Linked DNA regions of Sus scrofa: region 1 is linked to region 2. A link is a contact called in public Hi-C data. All regions are on one chromosome and are shown on one strand. The core of a region is the stretch at or near the end of the contact, and the rest is flanking DNA. Distances in the headings are between cores, read along the strand shown. Region 1 holds the start of DMXL2 (dmX-like protein 2). Region 2 holds the start of TMOD3 (tropomodulin 3).

Region 1 (3,111 bases), core at 187-2,686, 190 kb before region 2:
TTAAAATAGCCAGAAAACAATCTTATAAGTTTATTTCTAGTGTATCACAATGATAGATAAATTCTGTTCCAGGATGCATTGTGCTACATAATGATTCTGCACTTTTGCAGGAGCTTTTCTTATTTCTGCAGCTTTAAAAACATGCTGCTGAAAAGCAGACATCAGATCAAAGTGTTTCCCTTGTCTACAAAGCATATCATTATGCTATTTCCAATTTAATCAAGCAGAATAGTCATTAATAATAATGTGTACTTAATGGCTATCTCATTGTCTACAGTTCCTCCTAAGATGGATCATATATAAATTTAATACAAAAAAGAAACTCATGTTAACCCACGGGAGTTTATCTATGGGTAAAAAAGCCCTAGGGCTTGGTTTGAATTGGTTATACCAACAACACTCCATTCTCAAAAGGACTAATCTATCCAAGCTCGGTGAGAAACAAGTCTACTACATCTAGATTTTTAAGAGGTTATAACATATAATGGTTTACATACACTTCAGCCACACAAACAAGAAAAACAGCGTCATAAAATGTTCACATTGTCTTATCTTAAAAACAAACAGACCAGCCTACCGTGCATACAGAATAACATATTATCTAGGAAGGTTACCAAACCGTGATCTCGTGATAATTAAGAGCTCTCCAGGCCACTGTCAATCTAACCGTTTCATTCTAAATTTCTTGGGGGCAGAGAACAGATTTTTTTTTTTTTTTCCTTGTTGAAATGGAGATTCTGCATATCAGGAGATAGAAAGGGTCGGGCTTAGAGCGACAGGCTCCAGCGGCTCCTCGCTGCGCTAACACAGCGGGAGCCAGGTGCAGCATCGCCTCCACGCAGACAAGTCTCTTCACCCGCAAGCCAAGAGCAGGTGCGTAACGAAACTGACGCTCTGGGGTTTCAGCGGTTGCAACCACCTTCCTCTACCGCAGAACCAGGGCCATCCTGGGAGAGGAACCTTCTAGTCCAGTCACCCCCTGGGCCCATTTGCTGAGGGCAGTGCGGTGGATTCCTAATCCTTTCCCCTAACGGGTAATTTCCTACAGCAGCCACAGGACTCACGGTCCCACGGCCCGCCCCCCAAATCAAAAGGCACGCGGGTGGGGCCCACCAACACCCACCTCTCAACCTCCCGGGGAGCCGTGGGCCCGGGACAGAGGGTCTCTGCCCCTCAGGCTCCCGCACACCACTCACCGTGAAGGGGACATCCCCAACGCTGCCCACAGAGTAGCAGTTGTCTCCAGGGTTGACAGCTCCGGTGAGGACCTGATGCAGATGCATCTCCGGAGCCCGGGCTGGTCAGGGAAATGCGCGAGAGGCGCAGCGAGCCCTGCGCCCGGCCCTCCTCCGGCCGCGAGAGTGCTTCCCGCTCCGCCTCCCTCCTGACCCACCCCGCCGCGGCTCCGGCTTAAGGCCTCGCCCCTCTCTCTCCTTCCCCCCGCCTTGTCTCTGCCATGGGAGCCCTTCGACGCCTCTGCCCCGCTTGGACCGCCGCTCGGCTGCGGAAATGCCCGGATGCTCCCACTGCCTGCTGCACCGGCGCACAAATGCGGGAGGAGGGCAAGGGTGCGGGGGGGGGGGGTGGCCCGGAGGAGCGCGCGAGCCGGGCGCGTGCTGGAAGGGACGCTCCGCCCGAGGGAGCTGGGCGGTGCGCGCGTTCACCCTCAGGGGAGCGCCGGTCGAATGGAAGGGTAAGCCCCTCCCCCCGCTGCTAAACCCTTAGCTCAGTTTTTCTCCCCAGACCCCTTGTTTGCGCGTGCGCGCGCAGTGGTTTCCAGGGCAATTGCGCGTGCGGCGCGGATCCCTGTCCCGGGATTGCGCGCGCAGACGTGCGGGAGTTCCCCTGGAGCTTCCCGGCTGCGGCCGCTGGGGGCGGTCTCGTGGGTGGCACCCGGGCGGAGGCGACTCCCCACAGAGCTGTAGTCCCATTCTGGGGTTGCACCGAGAGTCCGTTTTGCTGAGTCTTTAGTGCATTACCAAGTACACTACGTGATGATCAGTGCTTGACCTCAGGAAGACACTCGGATATTCCATCTCAGGAGACGTTAGATCCCTTGGGGCTTTTTAAAAGTAGAATGCTTAAGATATTTTATGTAAATAGTAAATGCATCTTGCAACTGTTTAGAGGAGCCATACTTCCCTGACAGCAAATTACTTTGTTCCCACCTTTGTCACGGTTGGTCTACAGAGCGAAAGAGCACCCTGGAACGAGTAACTCCTTTAGACTTTTTTCACGCGTGGTGTCATAGATTCTTGCAGAATCGCGTGATTTTGCCAGAAGGTCTGCTAACACGGACCAGATCTCTTCTCCAGTTCAATTTGTCACAAGGTTTTGAGTCTATACCATGTGTGATTAAGTCACTGGGGCAGGAAGTAGAAAGAACCAAGGTGCAACTGTCTCTAAAACCAGGCAGAAGGCCAGAGGATTTTGTGTCTCAGTCTTAGGAATGAGACACAAAAGTCTATGCAACCACAGAAAAGGAAGAATACGTTTGACCAAAGTGATGGGTAAAGTGTTACGGAGAGGCTGACAAAACGCTGAGTCCAATTTTGGCAGGCTGAGATGAAGAAGAAAAACTGCCTTCAAATAGAGGAAATAGCCTAAGTTAAGGCTTAGAAATGTAAAATGACAGGATGTGTTAGAGGAGCAAAGATTACATTAATGTTTAAGGCTGAAGATTTGCAGGGTGGGGAAAGGAAATGGTAATTAACAGGAGATAAATGTATCTAAGAGATAGCTTGTGGCCAGCCTGAACAGGTAGTCTTGAATACTCTACTAAGAATCTAAGAGTTCATTCTGCCTGCAGTGGGGATCCATCAGATGTTTCTGAGCAGAAGTACATAGAATCAGTTGCCTTGGGAAGGTGACTGGTATCACTGTGAAGGGCAATTAGAAGGGTGGGGGAAATTGGCAGCAAAGACCTAGCAGAAGTTAGTGAAAGGAGGAATGAAAAATAATTCCCAATGACATTTCCATTCGGCATAACTCTTTACCCAGTTACCCAAACTAGAAACTGTAGAGCCAGTTTTGGACCTGTTTTCTCTCTTGTCCATATACAGGGATCCCTTTTTGAGGTCCCTAATTCATGCCCTTCATCTCCTCTACCTC
Region 2 (3,011 bases), core at 54-2,553:
CGGTCAGAGTACCATCTCCCTGGATTGAGTTTGAGAAACATGGTCACAGATGATCTTACTTAATGTGGTAATATTTAGGATATACATTAGTCTGATCAACAGTGGAAAGTATGCTAAAATTTGAATCAGGCTATCTGTTTTTCATTTCTGTATCTCCAGTTACTGGCTGTGTGACCTTTTACAGCTTACTTAATTTTTCTCATCTGTAGAAATGGAGAATACTAATATAGTCTTTGTAGGGTTGTTTATAGGATTGGATGAGCTATTATAAATGGAGTGCTGGCAAAATTCTAGCTATTATAAATGGAGTGCTGGCACAATTCTTGGTGTGGGTTAAGTATTCAATAAATATTAGTTGAACCTGAATGTGGAATTGTGTAGGAAATTGCTCTCAGGTGTTATCTCCAAAAATATTTGAGAAACTGATTCACACTAAGATGCTATAAAAAATAAGATGCAATGGCAACCAAGAGTATTTGCATTTAGGAGGTTTTTTTTTTTTCCCCCTGAAAAAACCCACATCATTGGTGATCTTTATTGCTGGAATTAGTGGATGCTAATTGCATGAAATTCCAGGGTATTTATCTCGGGTGCTCCTTGCTCTGAGGAGTAAATAGCAGCAGAGTCTTAACCATTAATCTGCTCCCGCACTGGGTGTAGCTGGAACGTATCTTAAGCAGGCACTTGAGTTCTCTAATTGGCTGCATTTTTGAGGTGTATCAAAGTTGAACATTACACCTGAGAATGCAAGAATGGGATGGGATGGAAACTGATCACTGCGACATCATCCTGGCTGCAAACCTAAGGAAATCACAAGGGTCACTATACTCTTAAGGTGACATCCGCCTGATTTATGTCACTCTCGTGCCTTAGCCTTTATTTGTTTCCTTTTCTATCAGTTTTTCATAATAAGTTTAAAGGGCTCCATGTCTTGTCCTCCCATTAGCAACCTAGGGTTTAAGTCCTGCGGTGTGTGCCTTTTGACTAAAAATCAAAGTGAAGAGGAAATCTGTACTAAGGAACCCCTAGTTGACGTATAAAGCTCCCAAAGGGTCGAAGGTAGATAATTCTACGAGTAGAGAGAGTTTTATCAGACTAGTGTAAGGCTTGACATCTGCAGCTGCTTCAAAGTTCCACACACAGTAAAGCCCAAGATCTGCGCTGAGCCTCGCCCTCCTGGCTTGAACTACAGCTCCCAGGATGCTCCGCGATTTGGGAGTGCGCGCGCGCGTCGGCGGTGGAGTGGGAACCAGCGCCGTCGAGTTGGGGGAGCTTCTGGCGGGTGGATCCGACAACTCCCCGGGAGGCGGACGCAGGCGGACCGGCGGGTACTGGGAGCTGAGCGGCAAGCAGTCCCCGCGGGTCTGTGAAGGAGGTCGGTGGCTTCAGCGGGCGCTAGGCAGGTAAGCCAAGACCGATGCTTTCCAGGAAGTCCGTCTGCGGGCGCCGGCAGTGTGTCGTACCAGCCATGGTGGCTGAGGAGGGAGAGGTTGCTGTCTTCCAGCAGCGCGGCTCGAATCTCGTTCGCTCCCAATCCCTGTCCGGTAGCGAGAGGACGCTGGGGCTGCTTCGGGGCAAAAGGGCCAGGGCAGGATCCGCAGGACGCGCTGGGCGTCGCCCGTGGTGGAGGCGCGCGAAGACAGATTTGCGATGAATCACTCCCCGGCCCGGCCTCGCCGGGTTCGGGACTGGCCCCTTCCCCTCCCGGCTGGAGCCCGCGCCGGCCGTGGCTGTGAGAACTCGAAGTGCTTATCCGCCCCATCCATCCCACCCAGGCTTACTAGCCGGCGACTAGCGTCTGAAGGTTTTTTTCACCGAGTCTCCTTCAAAGACTTCTGCTTAGTGAGTTGGAAAGAAGAAGAAAAAAAGAAGGGCACACCCTTTTCTTTTTTTTTTAATTTAATTGAAATCTTTCTTGTCTTGCGTTCGCCGTTTTGAACTATCTGCTCTTAGAATAGATTCCTGGCTCCTGTGCAGCACAGCTGGACCCGGCTGTGAAGTTTGTATGTTGGTTTGTTTTGAGGACGTGACTGGGTCGTTATTTTTGCTTACAGAAGTGGTGTGTTTCCTCTGCAAGCCTGCATTCTGATTACAAACGAATGAGAAACAGCCGCAGGGGGCTTTTTGTTTTGTTTTTTGGATTTTGGGGGTTTTTAATGTTTAGTTAAGAATCGCATTTCCAACTTGTCCTTGGCTTCCCTTAAAACCAAAAGTCATCTGGTAATGAATACTGCAGTAAAACTTAGCCCAGGAGGTCATACTTGAACAGGAAATAAGCCTGTGGAGATTTAGGTTAGTTATGTGCGGTCTGCCTTGGTTTGTAACATTTTAATGTGGCTCATGTTTCTTTTTCTGAGAATCCTTCAGATTAATTTTTCAGTAAATAAAATTGCTAATTGGTCTGTTACAAAAATGTATCAGGCTTAGAAAAATAGTCTTGTCCAGCCTCATTTACCTTTGCTAGTAAGTTCTTCCTAGTCCTAGGCCTTTTTTTTTTTTTTTTTTTTTTTTTTACCCTATTACTTAAGAGCTCACAGTCATTTTATAATACTTAGAATCACCTTTCTAACACATTCCTAGGAAAGGAACAAAAAAGGAATTAAAATGTGATACCCGATATATTTTAACTCTTTTAGGTTGCTTGTTTTTGAACCTCTTGGGATTTCTACTTTATCATCTTTAAAATGAGATGACTCCAAGATTGTCAGCCCTAAATATCCAATTTTTAAAATTCATTTATTTGATTCATTCAGGAAACATTGACCACATCTGTCATTCCAAGCCCTGTGCTAGGCATGAAGGAACAAAAATGATGTTACTGACCAATTATTACTGTTCAGTTTCCTTTAATCATGTTTTTATGACTAATTTCTGGTATACCTTCCAGGTCAAATTACTCCATAATTAATAATTTCATCTAAAGTTAAATATGTACAGGTCAAATGCCCATAGTATTACTGAGTGTAACAGGGATCAATTTCCTCTAATCAGAGATTTTTTAAGCTACTGGC

The links. Hi-C and Micro-C count contacts between places; a contact is called where the count stands out from the background.
Region 1: a Hi-C map of heart right ventricle shows a contact between it and region 2, with 2.7 times the contacts expected there. The contact joins the promoter of DMXL2 here to the promoter of TMOD3 in region 2. A contact is called at or near these places in 1 of 47 Hi-C or Micro-C datasets (heart right ventricle) and 1 of 2 datasets of contacts at active chromatin or transcription factors (alveolar macrophages).

The regions. Positions count from the first base shown.
Region 1 is chr1:120,136,574-120,139,684 of Sscrofa11.1, reverse strand. It overlaps DMXL2 (dmX-like protein 2), which reads right to left and starts at 1,436. Exons shown (of 42, transcript XM_021095456.1): 1 at 1,197-1,436. The coding sequence starts at 1,283.
Region 2 is chr1:119,947,087-119,950,097 of Sscrofa11.1, reverse strand. It overlaps TMOD3 (tropomodulin 3), which reads left to right and starts at 1,303. Exons shown (of 10, transcript NM_214294.1): 1 at 1,303-1,403.